Regions from separate parts of the Mus musculus genome. Here region 2 is linked to region 1. Evidence: chromatin contacts called from public HiChIP or PLAC-seq data. All regions are on one chromosome and are shown on one strand. Each heading gives the region's core, a stretch centred on a gene start, on an enhancer-like site or on the middle of the called end of the contact. The rest is flanking DNA. Distances are from core to core; before and after follow the strand shown.

What was found. HiChIP or PLAC-seq counts read pairs in DNA pulled down with a chosen protein or histone mark.
Region 2: an H3K27ac HiChIP or PLAC-seq map of microglia shows a contact between it and region 1, with 3 times the contacts expected there. The contact joins two enhancer-like sites. A contact is called at or near these places in 2 of 15 datasets of contacts at CTCF or cohesin (CD8 T cells and large pre-B cells), 1 of 484 Hi-C or Micro-C datasets (nephron progenitors) and 3 of 115 datasets of contacts at active chromatin or transcription factors (CD8 T cells, embryonic stem cells and microglia).

Annotation. Positions count from the first base shown.
Region 1 is chr10:13,945,359-13,948,058 of GRCm38.p6, reverse strand. No RefSeq gene overlaps it. Among named protein-coding and RNA genes, the nearest start is that of Hivep2, 20 kb to the left of the region's middle. Within about 2 kb of position 1,383, at least 46 of the 459 cell types and tissues checked have an H3K27ac peak or open chromatin away from gene starts, as enhancers often do. A contact at or near this core is called in microglia, where this site is marked.
Region 2 is chr10:14,054,135-14,057,057 of GRCm38.p6, reverse strand. The region is part of intron 1 of Hivep2 (human immunodeficiency virus type I enhancer binding protein 2); the gene reads right to left. Among named protein-coding and RNA genes, the nearest start is that of Gm51759, 72 kb to the left of the region's middle. Within about 2 kb of position 1,262, at least 115 of the 459 cell types and tissues checked have an H3K27ac peak or open chromatin away from gene starts, as enhancers often do. A contact at or near this core is called in microglia, where this site is marked.

The sequences.
Region 1 (2,700 bases), core at 134-2,633:
GAAGAATTAACCTATAGATGTAAGGGTGCTCTTGATTATTTTCACAAACTAATTCAACATTAGAGTCATTTATTTTATATCTCATAAAGCCATATTTTTAATTAAGAAAAAAACTTACTCAGTATGTTCTTTATAGTTGGCTTTCTTGCATATAGCGATGAATATGTCAAATCTTTTCATTCCAACAAATTAATATGATCCATTCCCAGCCAATGTCCTCTAATTTTATTTTCTCTCTAGTCATTTCTCCTCAGTGAGACTATAGAATCTATAGAATCACAACTGGCAGATGGATAAATGATGCCCTGTGATAAATAAACACTTTGCATTTTTGTTTCATTTCAAACAGGATCTCACTGTATAACTCTGACTGTCCTGGAGTCCACTGTGTAGACCAGGGTAGCCTAGAACCCAGAACTCAAAGAAATTCACCTGCCTCTCCTAACCGAGTGCTGTGATTAAAGGTATATGCTACCACGGCCAGCTGGCACTTTGCATTTTATTCTCCTTTCTTATCTTTTTTTCAGGGCTCTGTCTGCTCACCATGGTACTGCCCCTGAAATGCATGAGGCTCCCTCTGATAAATAAATCCTCACCTAATACAGTTAGAGCTATACTCAAAGCAGGCCAACGTACAAGAAGCAGTATGCATCCAGTATGCAGCTAGCTGGTTTTGTTCTTGATATCTGTCCTTTAAGACAATGGTTATTTTCCAACAATCAAGGATCTTGAAAAAGTATTTGGAGATTCCTGACCTGGGCATCTGGTATGAAAAGCTCCCTCAAATGTTACCTGGGGAGATTATCACTTGACTAACTGGCAAAACAGTTCATAGTATATCAAACGTTGCTAAACCATAAGGGTAAAGAAAAATTACTTTTGAATATGTGTGTGTGACCTTTCCTTCCATATGCGTACAGTAGGGGGAGGGAGAGAATATCATGTGACAATTACCTTGATGACAATGAGGGATATTTTTAACACTCCAGACCGCCTCCTATGCCCTTTCCCAGTCAATAAACCCCCAAACCAATCTGTATTCTAACTCCTACCTTCATCTACTGATTTTTGAGTAAAGAGATATGCTTCCTTATTTATAAGTGCCCTCGTGCTAGGTATTGTTAAGTGACTAGAGATAGAGGCGAGAACAAGGCAGATAAAGGCACGAAGGTACACGAGGAAACATGGGGAATGAATAAGACTGATGATAAGAATTGTAAGAACAAACCAAGTCATCAAGAGGCAATAGACTTGTTGTGGGACCAAGACTGGACGTCAGCAGGGGCGTTCACAGGGTTGACAATTTTGCGCTTAGCACTGAATGACAGGGAGAGGCCATCAGAGAAAGGGAACAGAAAGTGCAGAAGCTCAAGACAGAAACAGCTCAGCACCATGAGGAACCGAGAGCCAGCACGGTTGGGCTGAGGTTGGGGGAGTGAGCAAAGGGCCTGAGAGCTGACCAAAAGCTTAGACAGAGGCAAGCACAATTACTGGGTAGGCCACTTTCAAAGGAGGGGAAAGAAAGGCATAGGGGATAATCACTCACATACACACACACACACACACACACACACACACACACACACACACACTAATTATTTTAAAGCAAATTTTTCACAGAAACAACCTTTCAGACTTGGATAAACAGAGGCTGCTGGGTAGGACTTACAACTAGGTGGCAGGTCAGTGAGGGAAAGATTCCAAAGCCATGGACTTTGTGAAAACATAATTATACACACTGAATATAACAAAAGGAAAATAGTTCTTCAGGTAGCAAGCCTTTCAGAATGTGGGTGCTTTTCTTCTCATTTTTCTAGGGCTAATTAGAGAGAGCTGGGAAACACAGTGCTGCCCACGGCCCTGCCAACCCATTGTGGGCATTTCTAATTTCAGATAAATGAAGCCCTTGGTTACCACCCCCGGCTTGTCTTAGAACATCCATTGTATTATCAGAATAGATGAGCAAAAATAATAGCCTCTGGGTATCTCTAAAGGGTACCTTTCTCTATGGTAAGATGCAAACTCAAATCACATCACTGTGTTAATAAAACAACTCTAAATTTACTTTACTCTTGCATACTGCCCTCTTAAAAACCCAATTTTTATTTCTTTCTGTCTTTCTTTTCTTTGTTTTTTTTTTGACATTTTCCCATAAAAATGCGATATATTTGACTTAAACAGAGCACTAACATTTTCATGCATATGTAACTATAGATCTCGGATACCTTAATCAGTTTTTGTTTGTTTGTTTGTTTAGCAAATACTATTTCTGGTCACATGGATACATGTAAATAAATTTAACAGTTATCTGATAGAAGGTCAACTGACACCCTTAAAATCTGTGTTTTTATTAAGTAAAACATGATGCTTTACTGGGTAGGAGGATAAAACCTCAATAAGAAAGTATGTGGTTAGAACAGTAATTTCCGGGGACTGAACAGAGGTGGCCCATAATTCAGAGCACTTGCTGCTCTCTCAGAAGACACAGTTGTTTAATTCCTGCTGTCCAGGTGACCTGTTTCCTCATCCTTTTTATGGGCAGAATAAGATCCCAGAAGATTGTTCAGAGGGTAAAATGAATACATGAAGATGGGCTGGGGAGATGGCTCAGGGGGTATCATACTTGCTCTGGAAGCAGAAGGACTTGAGTTCAGATCCCCTGCAGTCATACACACACACACACACACACACACACACACA
Region 2 (2,923 bases), core at 13-2,512, 110 kb before region 1:
AAGCCAGAGGCCCTGGGAGGCTGGCCTGCAGCCAAAGATGCTGGGAGCCTCTTGGGGAGTGCACTGCCTGGGACAATAGGGAAGGGACCTGGTAGAATCTATGAATTCCAAGCACTGGGGAGGTCTTCTCAGAGATCCTGCCCTCTCCTGTCAGAGCCGTGATTTAATCTCTTTGAAGAAATAAAAAAGGAAAAGAATATACATTCTCCAACTTCTCTGTTTGAAAGACAGACACCACAATGCAAGCTGAAAGCACTCTGGTCCCTATAGCCTGCAGCCAGTGTCCAAAACAATAGAGCTAAGTGAGATGTGGCGCCCTCCTCCTCCATCTGAACATGGGCTTTAAGTGAGGGGAATAATCTCAAACATTTAAATGCAAACATCACGGTAGCGCTGCTACAGCCTCCCAGATATTTCCCACCAATTCTGTTTAATTAAGAGTCACCTCGAATGTTAATTATAACCTGACAGCTGTATGATCTGGCAGGGCACAGCTCGCAGGTCCCCTTTTAGGTAACAAGGGTTTAAGGTGAGGCTTCGAACTCTGGCTCACAAGCATGACACAGGCTCCTGCTTGAGAAGGACCTACTCAACAGAAACAGAATTAGCTGGGGACTCAACTTCGGCTCACAGTTTTAAAGGTAAGCAAACAGGAGACTGAACCGGAAACAGACCCCTGTCCAGTACTAGGGTTCTGTGAACAGATCAATCTGGGCTGGAAAAGGGCTTTCAGTACAAACTTGAAGATCTGAGACCCAACCCCAGGCGCTCCACACATATAACGGCAGACACCCATTGCTGGGTGGCCTTCTGTCTTCTGGCTAGCTGGTTTTGTCTCATGGTTGATCTCTGGGTTCAGAGTGAGACCCTGACTCAAAAAATAGGGTGGAGAGTGGCTGAGAAAAACACCTACTGTTGACCTCTAACTCATACACACATAACATGCATGCACTACAAACCTATGAAAGAAAGAAAGAAAAAAAAAAACTTCCTTTCCATGGTCTTGGTATGTGAAGGATGAAGGCTGCCACCCTTCAAGATCCTTTCAGACAGAACAAACAGCAGAGACTCTTGCAACCTTAAAGTGGGTGGATCCCCTGTGAGAGGCTCATTAGAACAGAGAGGGCCTGTCAGGTCTCTTTCGAGAGGAAATGTATGCGAGTTGAGGTCACTCAGCGCTAATCGGGCCTGTACATCACGGCTGTGAGGCCAGCAGCATAAGCTCCATTAAACAAGCAGTTTATCATAGCTCCGCCTGTCATCCCTAATGGCATGCTGAGGGAGGAATAACTTCCAACTCCTTGCTAATCCGGTGTGGGGATGCCAAGGTACAGTGTTTTACTTGATTGCATAAAATGAAGAGCTATTTTCAGCCTCTGAATCACCGTCCTGGCCCCTGCATCAATCCTAAAGCTGTATTACGATCCTTTCAAAATCTCTTTTCTCTTCCACTTTCACTGATGTTGACATAAGCAAGCATTTAAAGAAGTTGTGGTAAGCCTACAAAACATGAAGCTGCTAGAGGGAAGAGGACAGAAAACACAAGTTGACAAATATTTACCATTTATAGTGATCACTATTACAGTGACAGTGGGCAGCCAGCACTAAGCAGAACTCCAGGTCCCAAGGTCACAAGCGATTTTGTTTTAGTCACTCCTGAAGAGGGCTTAGAAGAAAAACATAACAGTAATGGAAATTTTAAAGCTTCTAACTGATATAGGAAGAACCCTCGCTATTTCTGTGATTATTCTCCTGGGACTTGTACTGACTGTTCGAAAAACAGGATGTTTTGTTTGTTGTTCCTCATAAAAGACAGCCAAGCCAGTATCAAGACTCAAAAACCATCCAAGTTGCAGATCCATGTAAAGTTTGGAGATATTCAAAAAGCCAAATGGAATTTTTACTCATGTATTTAATTTTTTTTTCTCTTTTGCTCAACGTGAGATGACCTCGGGAAGTGAGTTTCTTGTTATTATGGATGCCAAAAGGGAAAGACGGTTACATAAGGGCACTTTGCACCCTCTCCACATCCAAGCTCCAAGAATTCCACCCTAACTACAGCTGACTCTTCATAGCTAAGGCTTCATATTTTTAAAATTAGCTCAGATTAATGCATTATAACTAGATACTGGGTTCACGTAGTCTGAACAGGCTACATCCAACCAATGAGGACTGATGGCTTTTACTTTTTATAAAACCAGAAAAGACATGGCTTTATTATCTGAATGCTTAACAAATTTTACTGCTGAAGAAATACAATTTGATTCCTATTTTAATCTCTGTGACATTCTGAGGACCCCAATAACAATTCTCTCCTGGAGTTGCTGCAATGTACAGCAACTGTGATGAAACCATTCACACAAAAAAGATGAATTTAACAGGACTGGATTTCAAGCTGACCTAAAGTGAGGATAGCCACACACACCGAGTGCTATCTGGACCTGGAATGGCCTCTTGATGAAACTTGAGTTTTCCTCCAAATACTTTCTTCTACACAATGGAAGGATGGGTGCCCCCTCCCCGATCCTAATGCACAAGAGAATGTAGGCCAAACGGGGAGGGAGTGTACAGCGCAGGCGGCTCAGCAAAATGAAGCAACTGGTTGGCTTCTGCTTTCTCCAGGCACTGGTTTTACAAAGGGCCTGGAGAGAATCAAATGAAAACTGCCTGCTGCTATCATCCCATCACAGGTCTCCATTCAAGCCCATAAAGGCCAGAGGACACTCTCCCAAAGTTCTACAGGCTACATTTAACTAAAGAGCCTTGATGATGATGATGATGTGTGTATGTGGTTTATATGTATAATTTATATATGTTTGATGTATTTATGAGTTATATATCTATAATATGTGTGTGTATATATGTAACATGCAATATATTAGATACCATTTTATGTAACATATAGAATATAAAGTAAATATGG